2 separate regions of the Danio rerio genome follow, and region 2 is linked to region 1. Evidence: chromatin contacts called from public HiCAR-type data. All regions are on one chromosome and are shown on one strand. The core of a region is the stretch at or near the end of the contact, and the rest is flanking DNA. Distances in the headings are between cores, read along the strand shown.

Evidence for each region. HiCAR-type assays count read pairs that join an accessible place to other places.
Region 2: a HiCAR-type map of caudal fin shows a contact between it and region 1, with 4 times the contacts expected there. The contact joins the enhancer-like site here to the promoter of nbeal1 in region 1. A contact is called at or near these places in 5 of 18 Hi-C or Micro-C datasets (caudal fin, embryo, hematopoietic stem cells and 2 more) and 1 of 4 datasets of contacts at active chromatin or transcription factors (caudal fin).

The regions. Positions count from the first base shown.
Region 1 is chr6:4,963,172-4,970,210 of GRCz12tu, forward strand. nbeal1 (neurobeachin-like 1) reads left to right here and starts at 3,439. Exons shown (of 52, transcript XM_073953562.1): 1 at 3,439-3,739. It overlaps stradb (STE20 related adaptor beta), which reads left to right. Exons shown (of 13, transcript XM_009302115.5): 13 at 1-1,792.
Region 2 is chr6:4,998,368-5,005,406 of GRCz12tu, forward strand. nbeal1 (neurobeachin-like 1) reads left to right here. Exons shown (of 52, transcript XM_073953562.1): 4 at 1,065-1,146; 5 at 3,384-3,511; 6 at 5,931-6,013. Among named protein-coding and RNA genes, the nearest start is that of nbeal1, 35 kb to the left of the region's middle. Within about 2 kb of position 4,149, at least 4 of the 62 cell types and tissues checked have an H3K27ac peak or open chromatin away from gene starts, as enhancers often do. A contact at or near this core is called in caudal fin, where this site is marked.

The DNA.
Region 1 (7,039 bases), core at 2,189-4,688:
AGCACATTAGCATCTGTATAGTCATTGTTAATGGCTGTGGCCTACACTAAAAGCTGTCAGCTAGGGCTGGAGGATTGGTCAAAATAAAGATGATCTTGGGATATAGTGTGATTATCAAATAACATTATCAAATAAGTGCAATTTTATTCATTAAGTATATGTAAAGCAGTTTATGATCCAGTGTGTTCTGCCTCTCTGAACGGCTCAGTTCCCAAAAAAGAATAATAATAAAATAAAACTGGGCTGTCTGAAAAATCAAGACATAATAATACCATAAATATTAGTGTTGTCGTTTTACACATGTTCTATTTTTATTACTTTTTAAAATAAATCTAGTATTATAATTTTACAGTGAAGTATTGCAGCGCTAACATTTCTTATTGTGCTTAATTTTGAAGCAATCTTGAGGGAATAATTCTCATTATTTTAATAACTAATAAATATTTATAATCTTATTACAATGCCATTTCAACACAAATCTTTATTTTTTATATTTTAATTTAGTAGCAATAATTAATGCATTAGGATTTTCTTAAATATAGTAATTCTGTAAAATATTAATTTCAATGCCTCTTATTTTGCTCATTTTCATAATAATCATAAAACATTATATAAATATAAATTTCACAGTGACACTATGGTACTACTTTTTATTTTTATATTCTTATTTTGAATCATTTTGTATCAATACTATGTTATTATGATTATTAATATTATACTGAATATTATACTGTTATTATACTGAATAAATATATGTAAATATTTCCCCTAAATCATGCATCCTTTTTTAATATTTAATTAATTTCTTTTAATAAAAGACAAGCTCCTTTGGTCATGTCTCAACACAAATCGATTAAGTTAACGTAATAATTTTGAAATATTTAAGTAGATTGAACTTAAAACAATTAAGTTGTCCCAAAACAATCAAAGAATTGTGTTGTTTCAACTCATTTTAAATAAGTAGTATACTAGAAAAAGTCATTTTTAGAGTGTACAGTTAAACCGTTCATAAATATCAACACTATATGCTCCGTCTGACTGTAATATCATCACTTTATGCAACATTTGACTTTTCAATTGTTTTTTATGGGCAGAAAAATGTCATGATAAGTGATAGAAGCTGGTTGAGATGCACTGTGACTGTGTCTTATTCCCTGCTGTGAGCTCTTCTTCTGTGTATACTGCACTCGTGTAGTAGTTACAATGCAGTAGTTTACCAAAGTATTCAACGCATACTGTGCTCATACTACCGTAAACGCTGTTTGTTCGCTCTAAACCCTGTCATAAATCATAAAATAACTGCAGATCACTGGATTTGATCATCAGACTGAGCCGTTTGTGTGTTTATACCTCAGTGTTCATATTTCTAAACCCCTCCTCTTCCTCGAAATGAAGAGCCTGCAGACGATTAATCCTGTGAAGAAATGTATGGAGTCAATATACTGTCATAAATATTTAATGCGTGAATCAAATCCATTAAAGCGTATTTACATCTAAAAATGTACGATTTTGGAAGTGTCGCTTCATAAAAATCACCATTTTTTTCAGTTTTTTTTTTTGTTGTATTTTTTTACGTTTTTATAATAACACGTGCACAGGTTTGATATTTCATGGGTTTGAATATTTTTGACAGTCTTTTCACTCCATAAAGAAACACCAATGCTGTGCAACATATCAACACTGCCTCAACAAACGCGTCATCAAACTGTGACTGATCTTTTTTTATTATTTTAATGTGGACTGTACGAGAGATTTAGACATATGTTAAATATATTCTTACTCTGATTCGTAACTCTTTGGTGTCCTGTCTTCATTTGTATTTTCGCGCCATTTCGGCTGATTAAATTGTCATTTCTGTAATAATTTCTTTATTTGATGTTGTTAATTTGACCTGTAACTAGATATTTAGTTGCTCTTAGCTTCTTACAAAATATTTCATTTCATCAATTTATTTGACAGTAAATTTAATGGACGTCGATGAAACTCTTTTCTGTTGTTGCTAGATTAGATATGGCTGCGACCGGAAGTTAAGGATTATTTATATTATGTATTAAATTTCACATTCATTGTATTTTATTAAAGCAGTTCATTCTGCTGTGGCGACCCTGATAAATAGACTAAGCCAAAAAGAACGTCTACTCCTACCCCAGCCCTCACAGCACTGTAAAACAGTAGTTATTTTTATAAATTACCCAATAAATTGTATTTTACCTCCACCCAATCCTAAACCCAGGTATCAGAGTACTGTAAAAATATTAATTATTGTTATTTAGTCTTACAAAAATGATGCTATATTGATGTATCCGCATTGATGTATGATGTATCTAGCTGTATCCCATCTAGACCTTACCGATGGACTCTTCTGGAAGTGTTTCTGTATTTGCGCTCTTTGTCCAACAGGGGGCGGTCATGGTTTGTCAAGTTATTTCACGCGAATTATTTGATAACTCGTAATTAAGGAAACAATATAATACTACTACTACTACTACTACTACTAATAATAATAATAATAATAAATGTAGAATTTATAAATAAATTAAATGCAAGAAATTACGTGTATGTTATAATAATGAAGCTAATGATTGCATTGCTATTGCATTGCAGCTATATTGTATTGCAACTATTGTTACTACTGCTACTGCTAATATTTTCAGATATTGTCAGATGGTTACACAAAATGTTTACATGTCAAGCTTGTAAAACGAATATTATATTTTATTAAAATAATAAAAAACAAGACTTTATTATAGACATATTTTACATTCCCAATATTCACAAATCTAAAGTATATATTATATATTTTTATATTATTTTATTCATTCATTCATTTTCTTGTCGGCTTTGTCATTTTATTAATTCAGGGTCGCCACAGCGGAATGAACCGCCAACTTATCCAGCACGGTTTTAAGCAGTGGATGCCCTTCCAGCCGCAACCCATCTCTGGGAAACATATTTTATTTTATTATATTATATTATATTATATTATATTATATTATATTATATTATATTATATTATATTATATTATATATTATTTTATATATTTTTACATTTTATTATATTATATGTTATATTATATATATTTTTATATTATATTATATCATATTATATATTATTTTATATCTTTTATATTATATATTATTTTATATATTTTATATTATATTATATATTATTTTATATTATATTATATTATATATTTTATATTATATTTTATTATATTATATTATATTTTATATATTATATTATATCATATGTTCATCACTTTTACTCAGTTTAGTACAAAAACAATGTCTCAAAGAAGCGTCTGTATGAATGAATGCATAATCTAATAAATATTAATTTCACCAGCCTTGACGTGATTGGTGGTTTGCCAGTTTCAGCCACGCCTTTCCCCACTCACATGAGCTCCACATAGGCAACGTAAAGGAGTGCGGCCTGTCGTAAAACATCAAGGGGACGAGAGAAAAAAACACACATACACTCAGCCTACACAAACACACACACACACCTTCAAGCCACCCGAGCCCGTGCCGTGGCTTTGTAACCAGACGTCGCAGTCCAGTGCAATGATATTCGTCATATGCATCCGGGTTGTCAGGCTAGTCTGGTTACAAAAATGAGTCAAAAGCCAGTTTGGGTTGTTGAAACTGCCCAGTTTTAAATGTCACTGGCGCTTCAGATCCTGCAGCATTCCTGGATTCTTGGATTGGGAGTTTCGACGAGCTGCTTTTGTTGAGGCAGGTGAGTTTCACACACAAACACATATACACACACACACACACACACACACACAGCTGAATGTATGTTTGGATGCTAACGTTAGTAGTCTGGTATACACCGCTGACAGTTGTGACTATATTATTTAATGTTATATGTGGCAAATGTTTAGATTTCTTAACGTTATCCAAGTCTTTTATAAATATTTTAGTCACGAAAATAAGGTAAAGTTGCTCCCCTATATTGTTTACCAGGGTAATTTGAATATTCAGTCTGAAATAGCATGTTAGTATGACTTCAAAACAACATTAGCACTATTTAATTGACTGTGAACAAGGCTGTACTTTGAAATCATTGGCTCCTAATATGATTTTCCTATTTATAATTAGTATATACTACTTTAATTAAATTATATTATTAAGGACGAAGTCTGATGTGCAAATGTGCAAATATAAAACTATCTTCACCTCAATATATGTTATGTGTTCTGACACAGCTTTATGTATGTTTAGATGCTAGTAGTCTCGTCTACACCGCTGACAGTTGTTATGATATTGTTTCATGTAATATGTGGCAAATGTTTGGATTTCGTATTGTTATACAAGTCTTTTATTACTACTTTAGTCATGAAATTGAGTTAAAGCTGCTCCATATATTGTTTATCAGGGTAATTTGAATATTTGGGCTGAAATAACATATGCAACATGATGCAAGTATGACTTCAAAACAACATTAGCACTATTTAATTGACTGTGAACAATGTTATACCTTAATGGTCATTGGCTGTGATATAGAACTGAGTGTGTTTATAGTGGCTTAGGAATCGTCTGATTGGTGAATCATAAATTGGATAATGAGGGACCAGCCGCAAGCAAAAAGCAGGTCATCCTCTCTAAATTAGTTTATAAATAAACTCCATTCATTCATTCATTCATTCATTTCCTTGTCAGCTTAGTCCCTTTATTAATCAGGGTTCGCCACAGCGGAATGAACCGCCAACTTGTCCAGCAAGTTTTTACGCAGCAGATGCCCTTCCAGCCATCTCTGGGAAACATCCACACACACATTCACACTCATACACTACAGACAATTTAGCGTACCCAATTCACCTGTACTGCATGTTTTTGGACTGTGGGGGAAACCGGAGCACCCAGAGGAAACCCACGCGAAGGCAGGTAGAACATGCAAACTCCACACAGAATCACCAACTGAGCCGAGGTTCGACCTAGCGACCTTCTTGCTGTGAGGTGACAGCACTACCTGCGCCACTGCCTCGCCTAATATAATTATAATAATATTTTATATTATTATATATAATAACATAAAAACTAAAATGATTGAAAAAATTTAATTTCTAGACTTTGTAAATTTAAGGAAATTACATACATTTTTTTGTTTTTGTCATTAGAAATGAAATAAATATTAATTTTGTTAAAAAAAAACTTTTAAAATATCAATAAAATAAAAAGCATGTTTGGATTTAGTCCTGGATTTTCAACAAGTACGTTACAAAAGTAATTTGAATATTATAATGAAGAATCAAAAAGACTGACAGCCTCAAATCATAACATATTAGAGCATCTATTATTCTATTATTCCACAATAAAGGCTGATTTATACTTCTGCGTCAAACGCCAGCGTATGCTACGGCGCTGACGCATAGCCCTTCGCCGTGGCCGTCGGCGTCACTGACGTGCACCTCTCAAAAAATGTAACTACATGTCGCAACAACGCGTAGCGCAAGCTCTGTGATTGGTCGGCTTGGTAGCGCTGACGAGTCTGGGCGGGACCAAGAGTCGTGCGAATGGCGCGAGCGATTGTTTGCAAGTGTGGAGTCCCGTGAAGGAGCTCCGGATGAAAAGTTTTGTTCTGTGTTTACCTCATAGTTAAAGTTGTTGCACGTCCGCCGGTTCCTGCCTCAAAATGAGCGAGTTTGAGCCACTTGTACATCCCGGAAGTGTTTAGGAAAAGCAAAACAGAAGCGAAGAAACTCGACACAGAGGAACATTTACACCTCACTTCCAACTAGCGTTTCGGAAGTGTTAATGCAGACCAACAGAGACAGCGCGCAGAAGTATAAATGCACAGCTACGCACGTTGCCTGCGCCGTGAGTTTACGCCGGTCACTTGACGCAGAAGTATAAACCAGGCTTAACTGCAAACAAAAAGTTAATATAGAGCTTTGGATGTTGTTACTGTATGTCATAAAAAAAAAAACAAATTCAACATTTAGACAGAAATCCTAAACTGTGTCAGAACATACAACACTTCTCATCAACAGAGTTTTCTTGAATAATTATTAATAACATTCATTCATTCATTTTCTTGTCGGCTTAGTCCCTTTATTAATCCGGGGTCGCCACAGCGGAATGAACCGCCAACTTATCCAGCAAGTTTTTACGCAGCAGATGCCCTTCCAGCCGCAACCCATTTCTGGGAAACATCCACACACACATTCTCACACACACAGACTCATACACTACGGACAATTTAGCAATTCACCTGTAACCCGGAGCACCCGGAGGAAACCCGCACGAACGCAGGGAGAACATGCAAGCTCCACACAGAAACTCCTCGAGGCTCGAACCAGCGAGCTTCTCGCTGTGAGGCGACAGCACTACCAACTGCGCCACTGCATTGCCAGGTCTAGAAATTGCACTTGTATAATTTTCTCTCATACAGTTGTCCAAGTCAGTCAGAATTTTGGATCATAAATGTATTTATAGTTGTTGAGGATCAGCAAAATAGTCATTTTTGATCATCTTATGCCACGTTAAGGCTTGCGTATTAAAGTCAGCAGAATAAAGATGTCTCTGTGAGCGTGTTGAGTTGGCCTGGGATGATGATGTCATGCTTGTCGGTTTATTTTGGGAAATCTTTCCCCTTCTCTCAGAGTCATGCATTACACTGTGATCTGCGGCATGCAAATGTGTTTTGCCTATTTGCAATGATATAAACACCTGCCTGTTTGTTTATTTATTTTTAACGTGTGCTCTATTTGTTGACAGGGCTTGGAAGAACAGAGGGATTTATTTATTTATTTATTTTGAAAGTCATCTGGGATTGCTATAGTTCACATGATGGATGGGATTTCGCCATGCAGGGAGGAAATGACACGATCTGTCACGCTGGATTAACACACACTCCCATTCATCCATTAGTGGGCTTCATCTGTGAGCGAGTGTGGCGTTTGGGCAAACTCCTTTCAGCACCATGAGGGTTCGGGAATACTGATCGCGATATTTTCGGGATTATTATCGGGAATAGATTTCTGCCTACATGCTCACGGCTTGCGGGGCAGAATGGCATCGACCGAGAGGCTGT
Region 2 (7,039 bases), core at 2,899-5,398, 36 kb after region 1:
ATATATTTTTATTTTATGTTTTCATTTTAGCATTTATTTTATAATTTCTTAATACTTATATTTAATTTATCAATTTTAATTAATATAATTTATTATTTTGTTTTTATTTTAGGATTTATTTTTAATTTATTTATTTTATTTTAATTTAATTTATAGCAATTTTAATTGCATTTTTATTTTATTTTTATTATATTATTATTATTATTTTGTATTTTTATTTATGTTTTATTTATTTATTACAAATAATTAGATTTTTTATTTAATGTCATTTTTATTTTAATAAATTTTACATTTAGTTTAATTTATTTAATTTTATTATATTTAATATTTTTATCAAATTTAGTTTAATTAAATTTATTTAATTTTAATTTTAAATTTATTATATTTAATTATATATTATATTTTATTTAATATTATATTTTATTTTAGTTATTTCATATTTTATTAATACATTTTTTAGATTTAATTTTTTATTTAATTTAATATATTTTATGTTTTTATTTTAGCATATATATTTTATAAATTCATTTTTATTTTATTTTAATTTAATATAAATTTGTATTATTATATATTTTAATTATTTTATTAAAAAAATCTTTGATTTAAAAATTTTTAATTTACTGTTTTTTTTTATTAATTTTATATTTTTAATTTAATTTATTAAATTTTTAATTTTTAAATGTAATTTAATTTTGTTTTATTTTAAACTCCGCAGCCTTGGTGAGCATAATATCCCCAAACCTTTTCACAGTATTGTAACTCCTAAGGCAATTTTGGTTTTCTCTGTAAATATATTTAAGATGCATGTACAGTTTTGTTGTAATTTGTCCATACACACACTCAAACACTTCCTTATGCACACACAAAGACTGTGTAGTGTCAGCTGGACGTCCTGCTTCAGCAGCAGTCAGTGTGTGAATTATCGTCATGGGGTGGCAAGGGAATCTCTCTGACAGCTAGAATTAATGGCCCTGTCATACGATGATGTGTCCAGTACAGCTACACACACACACACACACACACACAATTTCTCCACACTGACAGCTGTGTGATGTGTCTGACAGGAACCTGTCTAATGTGGAAGAGATCGGCGCCTGCTCCTACATAAACCACATCATCAACATGACGACTCTTTACATCCAGCAGGTCTGAGAACAACTGGCTAAAACATCTGTCCTCTTCACTTCTTCAGTAGTTCACCATTAATTAACAGTGCTCAGACTGTCCCTTTTCATCCACCCATCCTACTTCCTGTTTATTCACGTTTTCTTTACCCTTTCTCTTCATTTTCTCTAGCTTTCCTTTTATTTTTGAGACCTCCTCGAAAATTAGATGGTTCATGCCAAGGAGCTGCCCCATTTAAATAGGTGGTCCACTACGATATCATTTAAACTTTATTTTATGTGTAATGTAGCTGTGTGAACATAAACAACATCTCTGAAAGACGCAGATGGATGCAGTTCAATGCAAAGGGACATATTGGTTTTTACAGAGTTAGCTTAGCAAAGCCTACAGCGAATGAATTTGGGGACTACAAAAAATAAAACATAAATACATTCGTGCTAGTAAGATCACAAATGCTTCAGGTCATGCGCATTTACCCTGCGCAGCAACAGGCTGTGGCCATAGGCGCTGTAGTGCTGTAATGTAGCAGAGAAAACTAAAATGGCATCCAAACGCTGATATTTCCACAGGGCTTCCTCTGTTATTTGAGCTTCCAAAGGACACGACACAAAGCGAGAAGTGCTTACAGTTTAATTTTAATCATGTTCCATAGAAGTATAAAAAATATACAGCTAGCATTTGACAAAGGAGAACTTCCAGAATCTTCCAGTTCAGTGCTGGATTCGGCTAAAAACTCCTCCCACCATAATTGCAGATGCTGTGGATTGTAAGTCACAACCTGTAAGTGCTTTTATTTGAGGACGTAAACAAGGATGTAAACAACCGGAAATGCTGTTTGGCACTGCTAAAAATTTAGCTACAAATTCATATTTATCCGTCAAACTGCTGTACACACCCACAATCTTCAGCAGCGCTGCAGCGTCTCTCTATGCGGTGGCTTTCTCTGCCTTAATACATCTCGCATAACAAACTCGCAAAAAATATGTGAACGCTTCATACTTACACATGCTTTTTCCAAATATGTAAAGGCACTTTTGACAGGCATGAGGTTCCGCTTGTCTCATGTCCTCTTGTGTCATTTTCTGTCAGATTCAAGCACAAACTAGCAGCTTTTATGACTGACAGTGTTTACACAGTGCAAAATCGCGTGATTGTAGGGGCGTGATATGCGAATCACAGCACATCATGTTAGCTGACCAATCAGAGTCTCTTGAGGGCGGATCTTCAGAGGAACTAGTAAATATGACGGTCTTTTTATGTTAGCTGAGTAGCTGTATATAATCAAAGTGAGATGTATGGAAAAAATAACATGATTTTCTACAAATAAAACATGAGCACACGTTGCTTTGCATCTTATAAACACAACCAAGCCTTAACAATACCCTCTGGATCATCCATTTAATAAATTAATTAATTCAATCTATTTTTCTTAGCATTTTTTGTGCCTGTGCTTTTCTTCTTCCAGGCTATTTTTTTCCACTTCCACTTTATTTTCATCTGTTTACTTTACATTCTTTTCTCTGCTCTTCGTCTCTTATTTCAACTCCTGTCATCTTCCTCTTCTGTCTTTTCTTTATTTAATTTCTCTGTCAAAGTTCTCTTTTTTTCTTGTAATTCTCCTCTCTTCATTTTTTCACTCATTGCCTTTCCTTTCTCCTTTTCTATTTACACTGATCTTCCTCTTGATTTTCTCATCATTTTCTTTACATGCTTTCCTCTTTTTCCTGTCCTTCCCTTTTTGTTTAATTTCCCCTCTACATTTCCTTTTGGGTATTTTTCTCTTTATTCCTTTACCTTATTTTCCTTTTCCTCTTATCCTTTCTGTACTTTTCCTCTCATTTTCTTGTCTTCCTTTTTTCTTTATTTCATTTCTCTTTAAATGTTTTTGTTTTCTTGTCCTTTTTGTTTTCTCCTTATTTTCCTTTTTTTATTAATTATATATGTTTACTCCTTTATTTTCCTGTTTGCACTCCTCTTCCACTTTGTTTTACCATCGTTTACCTTCTTCTTCTTTTACTTTTTTTTCTTTCCTTTCTTTTTTTCTGTTCCTCTCTGTTTCAGGTTTTTCTTTTTCCCTTTGCCTTTCTATTTTCCATTTCCTCTACCTATTTCTTTTCCTTTCTTGTTTTAATTTCTTTTTTACACCTTTCCCTTTAATTTTCTTCTTATTTCTTCCTCTTTTCCCTTCATTCTTCAGTGTTCTTTTCCTTTTCTTCAGTCATGATGTAAATCCACAACTCATTTTCCCCTCTCTTTAGCTGAAGAGTAAGACAAAAGAGAAGGAGCTGGCCGATCAGACACAAGCAGAAGAGTTTGTCCGTCACGCTCTGGCCTTCTGCGAGAGTCTGTATGATCCCTACCACAACTGGAGGCATCGCATTCATGGGTGAGAAAAGCACCGACAATTAATCCCACAGCTCCGCTTTTCACAAATATCTCCAGAAGTCCTCTTTGACAGAATAAGCTGAACATCTAATGCATATAGCGCACACTTATGAAAGCACTTCAGCAGGTCGTCCTCTGATTGGTAACACCACACAGAAACGCCAACTGACCCAGCTGGGACTTGAACCAGCGACCTTCTTGCTGTGAGGTGACAGTGCTAACCACTGAGCCACTGTGTTGCCTCCGGAAGCACTGTTAATCTCTTTGTTAAAGCATGTGCTAATCCAGAAGTTTCCTCGTGCATGCCGAATTGAACATTCTTAGGCTGCTAATCTAGAATAAACTGCTGTTGTTTGTGGAGCTTGTTGGATTTGGAAATCAAAATCATTTACTGAGGAGTGAATCATTGACTTTTTTTAACAAGTAATACATGGTTCTGCTGTAAATGATTTGTCAGCGTGTGCTATCTGAAATGCTAATGGGCTAATGGAGTTATTCAACACCACGGTAATGAAGGATCGGTGTGTGAAAGTTTATGTTTGAGGGGTAAATATGTTGCTATATGCTATTTTCTGACTAACCTAAAACATTGTTCAAACCAGAGCCGGTTTCTGCTGTTTAGTAACATGACACACTGAAATTAGTGCATGCACAGTCAAAACGGAATAAATCAACACAAATAAAGCAGCTGTGTTTGACCGGTATACACACACTATCTGGTTCTACAGGTTCTGTTTCTCCTTCTACTAAATGTCTAAATGTGTGTGTTTGTTTGTGTTTTGAAGGTTATTTGAGGACAGGTAACTTGGCTCTAGAAATTGAGCTAGAATCATTTCATAAAGTTTTTTTTTTTTGAGCTCAGACGGCCCCTTTATTAAGCGTAACGTTTTGTTGTAAAGTGATAAAACTATCTTAAATCATATTTATTTGTAATATGTTACAATGAATGTAATAAATATTTATATTCTTCTTCTTATATTGAAGTAATCTTAAGATATTAAACTTGATTTGTTTAAGCTTTTTTTTGTAATTGGGGCTTGAGAAAAAGGCACAGTAAAATTAATCAAATGCTTAAATAATAATTAAAAAAAATGTAAAAATATAAAAAAAATCTAACAATTTGCATCTTTCATGGTGATTTAAAAAAATATTAATGAGAAGAATAATAAGAGTAATAATATTAATTATACCACTACTAATTAAATAATAATAATATTAAGATTAAGTTTAATAATAATAATAATAAAATATTAATAATAATAGTTATAGTACTACTACAACTACTACTACTGCTAATAATAATAATATTATTAAGATTAAGATTAATAATATAGTAATAATAATAAAAAATGATGATGATGATGATAGCAACAACAATATTAACATATTAATAATAATAGTTATACTACTTCTCTTACTACTACTACTACTACTACTATTACTACTAGTAACAATATGATAATAATAGTAGTAGTAGTAGTAAAAATAATAATAAAAATAATAATGGCTTGAATAAAGCAAATAATATATATATATATATATATATATATATATATATATATATATATATATATATATATATATATATATATATATATATTTATATATATTTATTTATTTATTTATTTTTTTTTTTTTCAATTATTGACAAACAATTAATAATTGTATTACTACTACTACCACTAATATTTATAATAATAATGATGATGATGACAATAATATAAATAATTGTAATATTCATCATAATAATAATGAAAATAATAATAATTATTATTATTATTGATGATAATAACAACAACAACAATGAAAATAATAGTAATAGTTGTGGTAATAATAATAATATTTGTATTATTAATAATAATAATAATAATTTAATAATAATAATAATAAACAATAACAACAATGAAGCAAAAATAATAAATATTATTTTGTTTTAAATAATATTGGTAAACAATATATAATTATATTAATAATAATATTAAGTTCTGTATCTAAAGACTAAATCTGAAATATTTGGTGCAGTTCATAAGTTGATGAAAAGAAATGATAATTATTAAATATGAAGGTTTTAAATAATAACATATTCAAAAAAATGATAAAGATGTGAAATATTTTATATTTGTATACCTGTCTTTCATATGACCATTAACTGACAGCAGAGAACAGTGAAGTCATGCAAAAGTGTTAGGTTATTAAAATATGTAATTGTATGAGCAAGGAAATACTTTAAATAGTGCAATTATTATGGCTTTATTGAATATATTTATCACCAAAAATAAGCCTGTGCTTCAAGTAATTGTAGGTCATTAAGCTGCTCTACGGCATGCTCCATGACGGTGTGATATTACTGTATATTGACAGTAAGTGAAGTGTGTATAATGACTCTGTTTACCCTGGTTTGTGTTGGTTTGCCCCTGCAGACAGCAGTTCAGTACTGTGGAAAGAAGCAGACAGAAGTTTAAAGCCGCGGCGCTCACTGTAGAGTTTGTGCCCTTCTTCTACCGTAAGTCTACTTCTGGATCAGCCCTATAGGGCATGTGGTTTGTTTATTTACTGATTAAATCTGCTGCTTTATCCTTTGGCCTTCAGCAATGGCACATTACCAGAGCTCTCGAAACAAAGCAGACTCAGTGTTTCTGTGCTGTAAATTCACACCATTTGTCACATTTATTAGCCACACACACACATACAACAAGTGTTGATCAGTGTACCTGTGCATTAAAGGGACAGTTCACCCAAAAATGTTAATTCTGTCATCAACTTGTTCCAAACACATTTGAGTTTCTTTCCACTGTTGAACACAAAGAAAGGTACTGTAGAATAGGTCTGCACAATATATTACTTTTTACGTCAATATTGCAGTGTGTGAATATGCAATAGTCACATCCAAAGATCTGCAATGGTAAATTGGGATGATAATAACTGGGAAACTCATTTCATTGCATTTTTGAGACTTTAAAAGACGAAAGATTTTCATTTGGATATTTTTAAGGCCTTTGTAAGAGTTCAAGTAAATGTACACCATTTAGGGGCAATAAATTAAAACGTTACATTATTAACAATGAATAATTGTCTTTATTTAAAAGATGAAGACTATACAGTGTTATCTTATATTTAATTATTGGATTTCTGTGCCTGGATACTATTAGTCTCCACAGAAAACCATAAAGCATTGTTTATTTAACTTGTATCTGTCCTACATTGTGTTTATCAACACTTCTATTTGGTTTTTCATGTGACATGCAGATGCACTGCCCTGCAAAATCATCTCCATTAAAATTTGAAATCGATGAATTCTTTTTTTTATTAATGGTTTATTTATACATTGTGAAACATTACAAAAATATACAAAGAAATAAACATGTAACAATAAGCAAATACACTGGAGTATTTTGAGCAAATAATAATAATAATAAAAATAACAACAAAAAAATAATAGTAATAAAAATAAATAAATAAATAAAAAACACCAACACTAGTGCAATCTTGTATACAGAAAAAACAAGTCTACGATGTGTTGACCAGAAAA